Linked DNA regions of Pan troglodytes: region 2 is linked to region 1. The links are chromatin contacts, called in public HiChIP or PLAC-seq maps. All regions are on one chromosome and are shown on one strand. The core of a region is the stretch at or near the end of the contact, and the rest is flanking DNA. Distances in the headings are between cores, read along the strand shown. Region 1 holds the start of FOXS1 (forkhead box S1). Region 2 holds the start of TM9SF4 (transmembrane 9 superfamily member 4).

Region 1 (7,421 bases), core at 591-3,090:
AACTGTGATTCGATAAAGGACAGAAATCAATCAATTGCTGTTTGTTTAGTCATTTAGCAGACATTTCTTGAACACCTACTCTGTTCCAGGCCTCTGTTCCAGTGTCCAGTGTGTGACTCTGGGGGTACAGCAAAACAGCATGCTCTTTACTCTCTTGGAGTTCACATTCTGTTTTCTAGTGGGGACCCAGCGACTCTCTGCTACCCCTGCCCCTCACTGAAGAGGCAGTATTTAGGAATTACAGAATCCTAGGCTCATATCCAGCTTTGTCACTCACTAGATGTGGGACATCAGGGAATTTACTTACCTTCTCTGAGCCTCAGAGCCCTCATCTATTCAAAAGAAGCAATGAAGCCCTCCAGAGCAGGGTTGGTTGAAGAAGTAAGTGTAGGGTTGGGGAGGTGAGCTGGCCTGGTACAGAGTGGGTGAGCAGTGACTTGGGAGTGGGAGAGCAGAGAGGATGCCGTCCCCTCCTCCAGAAGGCCTGACTGTTCTGGGCCTGACTGTCTGGACCTCCCGACCCCAGGCTGCAGCTGGGGTAGCCTCAGTTCAGAGTGACAATCCGCAGCCATGTTCATATCCCTACTCCATACTAGGCTCTTGATGAGGGTGCTGCATTCTGTGTAAGGGGAACCTGTTGCCTCCCCACCATGGCCTGGACAGCTGAGTAGTCACCAGCTCCATGTTAGAGATGGGGAAACTGAGGCTCAGCCAAGGTCTTGAGGTGCCTCTTGGGAGGGAGAATGTCTCTCCCCAGATAGCTGTCCTTCCCACACCAGTCACTAGGGGGCGACAGAGACTCAGCAGAACTGAATTTCATGGGCTCTCCTTACCATCCTAGGTGCCCCTCCCTGCAGACACCCCAGAGCTAGGAGGATGGGGTAGGAGTGGTGTGGCCCCAAGGCCTCTGCACCGCAGGAGTAGGCAGTAGACCACAGGCCTGGGAGGAGAAGAGGGAAAAGCAGGAGTAGAGGTAGGGATTAGAGAAGCCCCTGGGGCTTCTCTCACTCTAGGGGACTGGGCTCAGGCCCTGCCTCTCTCTCCTCTCTCTCTCTCTCTATTCATTCCTTTCACTCCTTGTGTTTGCACCTGTGTCTCTCAGTATCTCCTTTCTCTCTGGCTTTGTGGATGTCCTTGTTTCTGCCTGCTCAGTGATTCTCACTTTCTCCGTATACTACATGTGTGTCTGTGTGTGTGTGTGTCTCTGTGTCTGTCTCTGTGTTTCTGTGTGTGTATGTCTCTGTGTGTCTATGTGCTTGTGTGTGTGTCTGTGTGTATGCCTATGTGTCTGTGTGTGTCTGTCTCTGTGTATATCTGTGTGTGTGCTTATGTCTGTGTGTGTCTGTGTGTGTGTGTGTGTCTGTACGTGTATGTCTGTGTGTCTCTGTGTGTCTGTACGTGTATGTCTGTGTGTCTCTCTGTGAGTGTCTGAGAGGCTCTGGGTGTCTCTGTCTGTTGTGTCTGCCTCTGTCTTATCTTTGTCTCTCCCTCTTTCTCCCTCTTGTGATGTCTCTACCTCTGTCTCTGTCTCTTTTTTCCCTGTCTCTGTTTCATATGTTTCTGCCTCTGTCTCATTTTGTTTTTGTCTCTGTCCCGCTCAGTTTCACATCCTGTCCCTCCCCAGCCACCACCACCCAGCACACGTGGGCTGAGGGTCTCAGTCCCTTCCTTCCCAACTCCTCATCCCTGGCAGCTGCTCGGCTTCCCACTACTGGCCTCTGCTGCCCGCCTCTTTTGGGCCTTGTGGGAGTGGGGTGAGGGAGGAGGGGAGGATGGCTCACCAGACCCACCCCTTTTTGCCTTTCCAGGCTGGGAGGCTGGGCCAGTGGACCTTTTAACCAGCCTGGGCAGGCTATTCCGGAAGCCAGCCCTGGACGCTGAGCCTGACCCAGCAGGTCCCGGCAGCCTGGCAGCCCGGCCAGCATGCAGCAGCAGCCTCTGCCCGGGCCCGGCGCCCCCACAACTGAGCCAACCAAGCCTCCCTACAGCTACATCGCCCTTATTGCTATGGCCATCCAGAGCTCACCGGGGCAGCGGGCCACCCTCAGTGGCATCTACCGCTACATCATGGGCCGATTCGCCTTCTACCGCCACAACCGGCCCGGCTGGCAGAACAGCATCCGCCACAACCTGTCACTCAACGAGTGCTTTGTCAAGGTGCCCCGCGATGACCGCAAGCCAGGCAAGGGCAGCTACTGGACGCTGGACCCTGACTGCCACGACATGTTTGAGCACGGCAGCTTCCTACGCCGCCGCCGCCGCTTCACCCGGCGGACAGGTGCTGAGGGCACCCGGGGCCCCGCCAAGGCACGCCGTGGACCCCTCAGGGCGACCAGCCAGGACCCAGGAGTCCCCAACGCCACGACCGGCAGGCAGTGCTCATTCCCACCAGAGCTGCCAGATCCCAAGGGCCTAAGCTTTGGGGGTCTAGTAGGGGCCATGCCAGCCAGTATGTGCCCAGCAACCACTGATGGCAGGCCTCGGCCACCCACGGAGCCCAAAGAGATTTCCACGCCCAAGCCTGCATGCCCAGGGGAGCTCCCCGTGGCCACCTCATCTTCCTCATGCCCAGCGTTTGGCTTTCCTGCCGGCTTCTCAGAGGCTGAGAGTTTTAATAAGGCCCCTACGCCCGTCTTGTCCCCGGAATCAGGCATCGGGAGCAGCTACCAGTGTCGGCTGCAGGCACTGAATTTTTGCATGGGGGCTGACCCAGGCCTTGAGCACCTCTTGGCCTCAGCAGCCCCCTCCCCTGCACCACCCACCCCTCCAGGCTCACTCCGGGCCCCACTGCCCCTGCCAACTGACCACAAGGAACCCTGGGTTGCAGGTGGCTTCCCTGTCCAGGGAGGCTCCGGCTACCCATTGGGGCTGACCCCCTGCCTATACCGGACGCCAGGAATGTTCTTCTTTGAGTAAAGGCAGCCTCACCTCGGGCAGTCCCTGCAGGTCCCTCGCCCTCCGGGCTGAGCCTGGCTCTAGGACCTGAAGAACTCTCGAAGGACCCAGCCCTGGTGAGCCAAGGACAACCACACAGAAAGCCAGGATTGAAGCGGTGCTCAGCCAGGCCCCTGGGGCCTCTGGACAAACTTGGGGGTGAGGGGAAGCAGGGCCTCTTGGGATTTACTCTGTGGCTCTCAGGGCCAATAAAGCCATGTGATGATGAGGGTCAGCTTGCCTGATGGCTGGGGGCTGAGGGCCAGGGTGCCTGCTTGTATGTGGGGGTGGCTGTGGCTGTGGGGTTGTGCAGCGGGGACAGAGACCCTTGGTGGGAATATCTCACATGAGGTTTTCTCCTGCTGGGGACTTTCTCAGGGAGTTTCCTAGAAAGGGAGAGGAAGGGGAGGTAGGGAATGGGGAGCAGGGAGAGGAGGATACAGGCAAGGGAGAGACTGGGCAGGGGCAAGAATGGGCTGGCCTGAGGGACTGATTCTCCAGTCTCAGATGCTGGGACTTAGCCCCCATAGGTGCAGTCATCATAACCCTGACAATTTGTGACACTGATCCTGTCCCAGGCTTGTATGTATCATCTCACCTGTGTGATTTGGAAGGTTGGCCCCGTTTACAGTGGCGGAAACAGGCTCGCCAGCTCCAACTCCAGATGGCAAATGGGTGGCAGAGGGTAAATCAAAACCACATCTGTGTGGCTCTACCCTCCAGCCTCTGACCTGCAGCTTGAGTGAGGACATAAGGGTGGAGAAGAGGGTCAGGGCAGAGCTGGTGGTGGCCCCCAGAGGTGGGAGGGCTTTGCTGCAATCCTGGAAGGCCAGGGCTAGAAAGGCACCCTTTACCCATTGTGCAGACAGGGCACCTAGGGTTCAAAAGGCAGCACCTACCCCCTGTTTGGACTTCCCACATTAATGTGGGAGCTTCCCTGAGCCCCCAGCTCCCTGAGGTCCTCTGGTGACTCTTTAAGACGGCATTTCTTGGGGCCAGCAGCATGGGCTGTGACTGTCCTAGGTACCATTCAGAAGTGACTGAGCCCTGACCTTTCACCTTCTCTGACTATCCCTTCGCGAGGAAGCAGGAGAAGTGGGGATATTCTTGGTCCTCGTTAGAGGAACAGAGAAGGAATCTGAAACATCGCTGTCCTCACAGACCCCAGCACTGGAGGAGCAGAGGCGAATGGCTTCCTCCCCAGAGCCTCAGTCCTCCTATCTGGATCATGGGCATAGGGAGAGGAGGGAGGGATGCTGGGGCACCCCCATTCTGGTTTTTGGCATGTGGTCTAGAGTGTCTTATGTCCCACGAGGTTACACCCAGGGGGCTGGAGACCCCTTCTTGGGCAGGCAGCCCTGTCCCCTCCAGAGGCCCTCCCTTGCCCAGGCAGCCCCGAGGACTCCAGCCTTTGCTGCTCCCTCCTCCCCCGACAGGTCCCCTGGGGCCTGGGAGGAAGCGAGCCCGGCTGGACAGCCCGAACTGTCTGGTTCCCACAGTCTCAGAGCTGGGGTGGAGGAGGACCTGCAGGGTGAGAGGGGCTGGGAAAACGCCTGGCCAGCTGTGGGGCCCCTCCCCACCATGCCTGCTGAACCCCAGCCTGGAACCCATCAAACAATGGGGAGGAGGAGCAAGGGTCTGTGCAGCCTCCTATGGGCAGCTTCATGGGGCAGAGGGAAGAGGAAAGGCCCTCTGTGTGCAGGGCATGGTGAGGAGGGGGAAGGAGGCTCTTGTGTGAGTCTGTACCATGGCGTGTGTCTGTGTGGATCAGTGTGTCTCAGGCTGCGTGTGTGTATATGACAGAGAAAGAGAGAGATGCAGAAAGACAGACCCTGCAGAGGCAGAGACAGACAGATTCAAAGGGGTGAGAGTTCTTTCTCAGTTGGGTCAGGGAAGGAGGCCTCTGCTGGGCGCTGTTCCCGTTGCACATTCCTGTGGAGCCCTGGTGACCCCAGTCCCTTCCCAGCCTGGGTTCTGAGCTACTAGGAGGATGGGAAGCCGGCTGGGCTGGGGGAGCCCAGGCCTCTGCCGCTGTACTCCCCAGCATCCCCCTGAACCAAGGAAGTTTAGCTCTGCACTAGGGTGGGGACTTGTGGAGAAGGAGGCTGAGTCTCCTGCTCATCCCTTGCCCTGGGGGAATGTGCGAAAGGGTTGCCCACATGCAGGCTTAGAGCCCCCTCTGCACATCTCCCTCTGGCCTCCGACATAGTCATGAAGTGAAGACAGGCCCCCTCAGCCCCAACCCCCCAAGCAGGACCCTGGACTCAGCACATGCCTTGGACTCACTGTATGAGCCTGGACCAGTGCCCACCTCTCTGCGTTTCACTCCCTTTGCCCAGTGGTTGTGGGGAAGGGCAGCCTGACTCACGGTCTGAGTCCCAGGAACGGATCTGACCTGGAGGAGGTCCCTTCTCTGGAGGTGCTGGGCAAGGAGACACCATGATCTCATGCACCCTTGGCTAGCTGCCCAGCCCAGGGACCCCACCCACGGGGCCTCCTGCCTTCACATTCTTTCCATGACCAACATTCACCTCCGGCTCCCACCTGACCACCCTCATCTGGACAGGGGTTGCGGGGACAGTGAATGCCTCTGTCGACCCAGATAGAGCCCCTTGGCACAGATGGAGAGACCAAGGCCAGAGAAGAGAGGTGACATGCCCAGGGTCACATGGCAAGGCAGGAGCAGAGCCGCTTCTCAGCCCATCCATGGCACCCCCTCTGATGCCTTAATGTAGCTCTGGAGGGGAGGGATGGGGCCATCTCATTGGACCAAGGACCTCCTCATAGGGAGCGTGTCCATCTCTAGGAGGGAATCCCAGTCCCCATTCCTCCTCTTTAGCAGGTGAGAGCAAAAAAGGTTATTGAGACCCTTACAGAGTTAGACGAATCAAATCCTAAAATGGCAGAATCAGAATCTGAAATGAATATTTCAGAAACTTCCAGAGTTTTTAATCATAGCAACTCAGATTCCTGGAATATCAGAGCCGGAAGGGCATCTCCTGCCCGATTTCTGAATCCTCTCTACATTAAAATGGTCGACATCACATGGGGTTCCAGGAACTGGGAGCCCACTGCCTTTCCAGGTGGCCGGCCCCTTCCCACAAAAGTGTGGCAGGTCTGAAAGACCATTAGGAAGCTTCACCTGCTGGGCCTCGGCCTTTGTTCTCCCAAGAGAGGAGAGGACTCCTGGCCCCTGGGAAGGCCACCCTCACCCACCCACAGGGCTGGCCTTAGCCAGCCCCTCCTCCCCGATGCCTTATCTCCAGCCTGCTCTCTGCCCACCCCCTTCCTTCCCTGGTTTATGGCATTCCATGGCCCAGAGTTAGGCACTCCTGCCCACAACCCAGACAGTGCCTTGGCCGAGGGGAAGGAGACCCTCTCCCTTGGAGGGCAGGGCCCTGCAAGGCTGCCACAGTGATGAGAAAAAGCCGGGAGGTTGTATCGGCCAGCCTGGCATGCCGCCTGCTGGGAGAGTATGCAATCCAGGAATCCAGGCCTCAGCCAAAACATCCCTTCCACACCCAGACTTCCATCCACCCATGGACCAGGCGCCACGTCCTAACTGTGTGACCTTGGGCAAGTTGCTTCCCCTTTCTGGGTTCCCCCCATCTGTAAAATGTGGACCCTAACAGTACCTACCCCCATGATGTTATTGTGAGGATTACATGAGTTAATACTGGCAAAGTGCTTAGAACAGGGTCTGGCACATGGCAGCTACAATATCAGTATTTGTTGGCCGGGTGCGGCGGCTCACACCTGTAATCCCAGCACTTTGGGAGGCCAAGGCGGGAGGATCACTTGAGGTCATGAGTTTAACACAAGCCTGGCCAATAGGGTAAAACCCTGTCTCTACAAAAAATACAAAAATTAGCCGGGTGTGGTGGCACATGCCTGTAGTCTCAGCTACTCGAGAGGCTGAGGCAGGAGGATCGCTTGAACCTGGGAGGCAGAGTTTGCTGTGAGTTGAGATCATGCCACTGCATTCCAGCCTGAGTGACAGAGTGAGACTCTGTCTCAAAAAATAAAATAAGTGTTTCTTAAGTACAATAAATAGGTATTTGGGTACTGGACATGTCTCCCTTAACCTGATTTATGCCCCAGAAGAGTGTCTAGCTGCTGTGGAGGCAGGAGGACAGAATTTAGGGGAAGGAAGGACTGTTACACAGACAAGGCTTTTGACTCGGTTCCTGGCATCTTCACTTCCTTGCTGTGTGACCTTGAGCAAGTGGATTCACCTCTCTGAGTCTCAGTTTCCTCATCTGTAAAATGGGAGCAATGATTCCAGTCCCCAGGACTGGTATGTGGAAAGCCTTGTCCTGCACACTACCTGTACAATTCAGTCAACAGGAATGAAATTAGAATTAATAAAACAACTCCGTTGGAGGACCTCATGCCCTCAGCATAGTCCTCTCCATCTCTCCCTTCACACAGGGCAAAACCCACATCTTCACAGGTCCAGAGGTGCCTAATCTCTTGTTCCCACCCTT
Region 2 (7,173 bases), core at 3,086-5,585, 260 kb before region 1:
ATATCCATCAACTGATGAGTGATAAACAAGCTGTGGTACATCCATACAAGGGAAGATTCAGCCATAAAAAGGGATGCGGCACTACTGATACATGATACAACATAAACAAACTTTGAAAACATTATGCTAAGAAGCCAGACACAAAAGATCACATATTATATAATTATCTTTGTATAAAATGTCCAGAATAGGCAAATCTATAGGGACAGAAGGTAAATTAGTAGTTGCCTAGGGCTGTGGGGAGGGAAGAGTAGGGAGTGACTCTCTTTTTGGGGTGATGAAATGTTCCGAATTACACAATGGTGATAACCATCACATTTAGTGTATGCACAACCTATAAAAACACTAAAACCCACTAAATTATATACTTTAAAGGGGTGAATTTTATGGCATATGAATTATATCCATAAAGAAGATTATAATAAAAACCAAAACAGTATGAACAATGATGTGAGGGAAGTAGAGTTTTATTCTCCAAACTGAAGTTTCTAGACTCCTGACACATCTAGAAATGTACTCAATGGACATTTCCCAAGTTTCAATGAAATAATATTCCCAAGAACCGTTTTCCATAAAGAGTGAGACATGAGCCTGCATCTCAATTCAGACCTAGCTAGATCAACACTGTATCCTGTAACTTTACAGAGTAGTCTAAATCTAAGGATGGAAGAAGACAGGAAAATCAAAGAGAACTTCAGTTTACACCAGCTATCTTCCATGGAGGGAGAAGTCTTGCCCTGCGGGTTCAGGAAACACCCTCCATACTAACATTGTTCTGGGAGCTGGCGGCTCAACCCTTGGGGAAGAAGAGCCATTCACCAAGGAAAGAGAGAAAGGGAAAAGCTCACATGCCACCGCACTTGCACCCACAACCCTAACTTTCAAAACAAAGGACAAACCAGCAACCCAGCTATTCCCACGGCCACTGGATCCACTAGTTCAGTTCCTCTTTGGCTGTATGACTCACCTCAGAGACCCATACACTCCAAAGTAGGTCTACCGCACCCCCTCGCCCCAATGGTTATGAAATGAGGGTGTGTATGAGGGTGTGGGGACTATTCTGACTTCCGTGTAATGAAGTGCTGACACAGACCAAACTCAAGCCTGTGACTCCACTTTGCCCCTTCATCACATACCCCTGTAATAAATTTGCTTCCACACCTTTTCACTATTGCACCAGATATGAAGTTTCTCCATATGCACCCTTTAAACTGGCCTCTGCAGGTCACTGCATGTTACATACTCAGTTTCTTTAAATCAGTTACTGTTTTCAGTACAATACTCCCAGGTGGCACAACAAACACTAAATCACCGTACTTGCAGGGTTTTGTTGTTGGTGGTGTGTTTTGTTTTGTTTTTTTTTTTTTGAGATAGGGTCTCACTCTGTCACCCAGGCTGCAGTGCAGTGACACGATCTTGGCTCACTGTAGCCTCCGCCTCCCGGGTTCAAGCGATTCTTGTGCCTCAGCCTCCCGAGTAGCTGGGATTACAGGTGTGTGCCACCACACCCTGCTAATTTTTGTATTTTTAGAAGACAGGGTTTTGCCATGTTGGCCAGGCTGGTGTTGAACTCCTGGCCTCAAGTGATTTGCCTGCTTCAGCCTCCCAAAATTCTGAGATTACAGGCATGAGCCACTGCTCCCGGCCTGTTGTTGTTTCTTAAGACAGGGTCTCGCTCTGTTGCCAAAGCTGGAGTGCAGTGCAGTGATCAGGGCTCACTGAGGTTCAAGTGATCCTCCCACCTCAGCCCCGCAAGTAGCTGGTACTACAGGTGCACACCACCAAGCCCAGCTAATTTTTTCTTTTTGTATTTTTTTTGTAGAGATAGGGTTTGCCATGTTGTCCAAGCTGGTCTCAAACTCCTGAGCTCAAGCGATCTCCCAGCTTTGGTCTCCCAGAGTGCTGGGATTACAGGTGTGAGTCACTGTGCTGGGCAAAAATCACTGTCCCTTCCACTGTGCTTAGACTAAAATCCAAACTCCTTTCCACAGCCTCTGTGCCAACTGAGAACAAGCTGGCTCCCTTCAAGTACTGTCCTGAAGGGGATGGGAAGGGGAAGCAGCCTAATACAACACTATTTCAAAATGCAATCCACAGACAACAAAATGTAGACCGCAGTCCCTCCCATTTCCAGGCATGCTTCTCAAAACAGTTGCTCTTGCTTCCCTCCAGTTTCATCTTGTATCATTCTCTCCTACCCCAACCCTCATCATGCTTCGGCCCCTCCAGCCTTCTGTGTGTTCCTCAAAAACACCAAGCTCCCTTCCACATCGGCCCCTTACACTTGCCATTTCCTTTGCTTGGAACATTCTTTGCATGGCTGGTTCCTTCTTGTTAATTATGTTTTAACTCAAGTCACCTCCTCTGAGAAGACTTCTTTCTGACCACTCAATCCAAAGTAGTTGTGTCACCCAGTCACCCCTAATCACTATCACTTCATTTTGCTGTCCTCACAGCATCTACTGGTGACATTATTTTGTTCACGTATTTACTTGTTCACTGCCTGTCTCCTCAAACCAGAAAGGCTCCACCAGTGTAGGGACCTTGACCCTGTAATTCACAACTACATCCCTAGTTCCTGGAACAGAATTGGTACTCAAATATTTGTTGACTAAATAGATGTGTACCACATATATGTATTGCTAGCTTATAACCTCTTAAAAATCTCTGAACAAGGCAGGGATTTCCCAGTGCAGTGCCGTAAATACCACTTTACTCAATGTTTTCCTTATAGCAAGAGAGGGTGTGATTTCCTTTTAAGTTCTTACACTATCTCTGTTCTGAATGTGGTACCAGAATATATATACATATATATAGGTTTCAACATACTACTTTGAGGATTTGCCCCACTCGTGGTTCAGCCTGAAGTCTGAAACCACAGAAACCAGGTAAAGGCCATGAAATCTTTTTACCTGACCTCTGAAGTTCTAAATAAGGAATCCCTCATTAAACAAAAGATAAGTTCTCAGTCAGCTAAGAGAAGGAGGGAAAATTGCTACCAGTCAATAATATATCCCTGTTTGGAGAAATCCAACACCAAATTATTTAAGCCAGAATCTTCCTTTGCTAAAGTCAAATGTCATTTCCTTTTCTCTGAGTCTTCCTTGTCATTCACTCCCAGGACGAAATTATCTGCTGAGGAGGCAGTATGCAGGAAGACCCAGGAAATCATTCTGGACTAAGTGACTTCAATTTTAGTTCTGGTCTCTTGACAAGCAGAATTTGAACTAAACTTTTGGAAAAAGGGCCAGTCCTTCAAAGATTTACTTCCAAGGTTCTGCACCAGGAGCCCGCAAGCTCTGACCCAACTTCCAAGCATGGCTATTTTACCTCCACCCTCATCCACACACAGACTTCATCCCAACATATAGCTTCATAATAAAGAGCCTTCATCCCTAACGAGCTGTGTGGCCATGTTGGGGAATGGGAAGGAGAGCAGTGAGGTGGGGCTTTTAGTGTTTTTCAAAACGTAGTTCACAGACCACTCCACTATATAATCACTAGAGTGCTTATAAAAGGGCAGATTCCTGGGCATCACCTAGCCCTGTGGAATTAGAATCTCTGGGAGTGGGGCTGCTCAGGAAACTGCATTTTTAGCCTGCCTCCCCCTACACACCTCGAGATTCTTATGCACAGTAAAGTTTGAGAACCAACAGGGTAAAAGGTCCCTAAGAGAGGGGCAGGGAGTTGACTGAGAGAAGACAGGAAGGGCAGGGAAGCCTCTAGGGATGAAAGATGGGGGTGGGGTAGGTGAAGGCAAGCTCTGGGGTAGCGGCAGTCAAGGGGGTGCGCGATGGGGACAGCTATGAGTGTAAGTGAGGACAGGGCTCTGAAAAGGATCTGAGGCAGCGCTGGGGCTGGGAGGGTGGTCAGAGGAGAGGTCACATCTGCGGACTGGTTATGATGGTGGGGAGGCGGGGAGAGCAGGGTCTGGACGTGACGGGGAGGAGCAAGGATGAGAATAACGGGAGGGGGTCTTCAGAGGGGTCAGGACTGGGAGGTGAGAAATGGAAAACGGGGCTCACAGTGGGCGGAGACCAAAAGTAGAATGGGAACCGGCGAAGGCAGCAGCCGAGGTCTCCCTCCGAAACGGCGCCTCCCCCAAAACTCGGGGCCTTGACAAGCCTGAGTGCAGGGGCAGGGCCGGGGAGGTGGATTTCGGGGAAGACAAGCCCAGTCAGAGGTAGCCCTCAGGCCTGAGTCAGGGGTCCCGGAGGTGGCTCAGGGCCAGGCATGGGGTGCTGGAAGATCCTGGGATACCCCGGAGGGCCCCGCTCCAGCTCCCGCTCCCGGAGTCTCCTTCACTCACCATCGCCGTCGCCATCTTGGATCCACGTGTCGCCGTAATGACGTCAGCGGAAGTGGTGCTCCCTGGTTACGGAGTTTAACTCCACAAGGTGGTCGTCTGGCTTCAACCGCTCCTGTAGTGGCGGTCAGCAGAGGGGAAAAGGAGTCTTAGCTCCTGATCGACAGTCTGGTCTGGGAAAGTAAGGTCGCTGATTAGGTGAAGAGAGAGAACGGTGTAACTAAGGAAGCCATATTAGCTCCTGGCAGAAACTGAGCCTCCCTTATTCCCGCTGCATTGTGGGTAATGGGGGTGTGTGAAAGTGCGCTCGTGCTCTCAGCGCCATCTTTACTACTGGCAGGAAGACCCATTGCCAGGGTTACCTGAGACCTTGATTTGAGGGAAAGGGTGGGCACTCGGGCTCCAAGAGCAGTACGACTCCAAGAATAATTTGTAATTATATATTTAAGTATTTGTTTGACTATCCTATATCCTCTTTAGTAGACTGTAATCCCCATGAGGGTGAACCCTGTTTTTTTGTTTTTTTGTTTGTTCGTTTTTTACCTTGCTCTTCCTCATTCCCATCTGTGAAATGGGAATGGGGTTCATCATAGGCTTGTGATGAGGATTCAGTGACACAATATTACATAGGATGTATTCAATAAATAATTGTCAGTATATGTTTATGTATACTCCTTTGGGCTTGTGGTAGATGCCCAATACATTATTTTTCAAATGAACGAGTGAAAACCAGCATATTCAGTGGAGGGAGATATCTCTGAATGTGGACGTCATGCACTAGCTTAGTGTGTGACTCCAGACAAGTCACGCAATCTTCCTAAGCCTCAGTTTCCAAATCTGTGAAAAAGAGACTCAAAGAATCATGGTATTAAGGTTGGGAAAGAACTCAAAGTTCATTTGACCCATGTATATCACTTTAAACTGAATACAGTACCAGTGCTATCTTAGACTGGTTTTAAAAAGCTATCAAAAGAATAATAATGATTAATAATAATCATCAGCACTTGCTGAGCATTTTGTGTGCTGCAGCACTTAGCATTATGCTAACAGTTCATTAGACTCTTTTTATCTAATTCTAGGGGGCAAGGGACAGTTGAACTCTGATCCCCACCTATGGGCACCACTGTGGTGGATTTTCTGCAAAGATGGCTGCCACGTAGTTCTGTCCGTCCTTGCATGATGAGCATACGGTTTCTCTCCTCAAGAGATAGACTCTGTTTTACCTCCTGTTGAATCTGGCTGGTCATGTTGGTTGCTTTGACCAATAGGATGTGCTACAAGTGATTCTGCCAGTACTGAGCCTAGGCCTTAAGAGGATTGAAAACGTCTGATTCTACCTTCTTGGTTATAAAGAAGTGTAGCTACTCTGCTGGAAAGGCACCTGGAGAGAGAGGGAGGCTCAGCCAACTCCTCAAGACATTCTAGAAACTACAGCTAAGCACTATAATATGTAATTGAAGTCATCTTGGACATTCCAACCCCCACTGAGCTACTAGCTGAATGCAGCTACATGAATAACCTCATGAACACCATGTGGACCAAAAGAACTGCCCAGCTAAGCCCAGCTTTAGAGTGGGGTGGTTTATTATAGATCATTTCAGTAATAGATCATTGAAACACACACCCATTAACTCTTGTGACATGCACAACCATCCTGAAGATTGGCAGATTGGCTATTAACCCCAAGGAGGAGGAAGCTTGAGAGACTAGGGGGAATTTGCTGCAGTCTCATAGGTTCCAGACTTAGAACCAGTTTTCCTAGAGCTTCGATCCTGAGTGTTTCCCACCATTTCTAGCTGCCTGAAGAAAGATAACTGATAAGGAGCAAAGCTCCATAAATGGCCTATTATTTTTTAGTATTTCCATTTTTTTTCTCATGCTTTGTATTTTTCCCTAAAGGCCTTTCATATCCCAATCTCTTTTGGTGACATATGCCAGAATCCTAGAACTAGACTGCCTGGGTTCAGAACGCATCTCCACCACTCATTAGCTCCATAACATGGGCAAGTTTCTCTTTTTTTTCTGAAAAAAAATTTTTTTTGAGATGGAGTCTCACTCTGTTGCCGAGGCTGGAGTGCAGTGGCGCAATCTCAGCTCACTGTAACCTCTGACTCCCGGATTCGAACAATTATCTTGCCTCAGCCTCCTGAGTAGCTGGGATTACAGGTGCATGCCACCAAGCCCGGCTGAGTTTTTGTATTTTTAGTAGGGATGGGGTTTCGCCATGTTGGCCAGGTTGGTCTAGAACGCCTGACCTCGAGTGATCTGCCTGCCTTGGCCTCCCAAAGGGCTGGGATTACAGGTGTGAGCCACTAGACCCGGCCTAAATATTTTTCATTGTTGTAAAATATGCATAACTAAATATTGACTATTTTAATCATTTTTAAGTGCACAAATCAGTGACATCAACTACATTCACAAAGTTGTCAATCATTACCGTCATCCGTCTCCAGAACATTTTCGTCATCCCTAAAAATGAATATCCACATGCAAAAGAATGAAATTGGACCTTTATCTCACACTATATACAAAATCAATTCAAAATGGATTAAAGACTTATAGGGCCAGAAACTGTAACGCTACTAGATGAAGACATAGGGAAAACTTGACATTGGCTTGGGCAATGATTTTTTGGATATGACACCAAAAGCACAGGAAACGAAAGCAAAAATAGACAGGTGGGATTGTATCAAACTAAAAAGCTCTGCACAGCAAAAGAAACAACAAAGTAAAAAGGCGACCGCCAGAGCTGAGGAAAATATTTACCAATCAAAAACGATCTGATAAGGGGTTAATATCCAAAATATATAAGGAGCTTAAACAACTCAATAGCAAAAAATCCCAAATAACCTGGTTTAAAAATGGGC

Evidence for each region. HiChIP or PLAC-seq counts read pairs in DNA pulled down with a chosen protein or histone mark.
Region 2: a contact with region 1 is called in an H3K4me3 HiChIP or PLAC-seq map of stem cell-derived excitatory neurons, with 2.7 times the contacts expected there. The contact joins the promoter of TM9SF4 here to the promoter of FOXS1 in region 1. A contact is called at or near these places in 1 of 7 Hi-C or Micro-C datasets (stem cell-derived neural progenitor cells), 1 of 1 datasets of contacts at active chromatin or transcription factors (stem cell-derived excitatory neurons) and 1 of 1 other capture datasets (stem cell-derived neural stem cells).

The regions. Positions count from the first base shown.
Region 1 is chr21:38,059,357-38,066,777 of NHGRI_mPanTro3-v2.0_pri, reverse strand. FOXS1 (forkhead box S1) reads left to right here and starts at 1,840. Exons shown (of 1, transcript XM_001154081.7): 1 at 1,840-3,165. The coding sequence starts at 1,924. The coding sequence ends at 2,916.
Region 2 is chr21:38,326,367-38,333,539 of NHGRI_mPanTro3-v2.0_pri, reverse strand. TM9SF4 (transmembrane 9 superfamily member 4) reads right to left here and starts at 4,335. Exons shown (of 18, transcript NM_001280363.1): 1 at 4,310-4,335.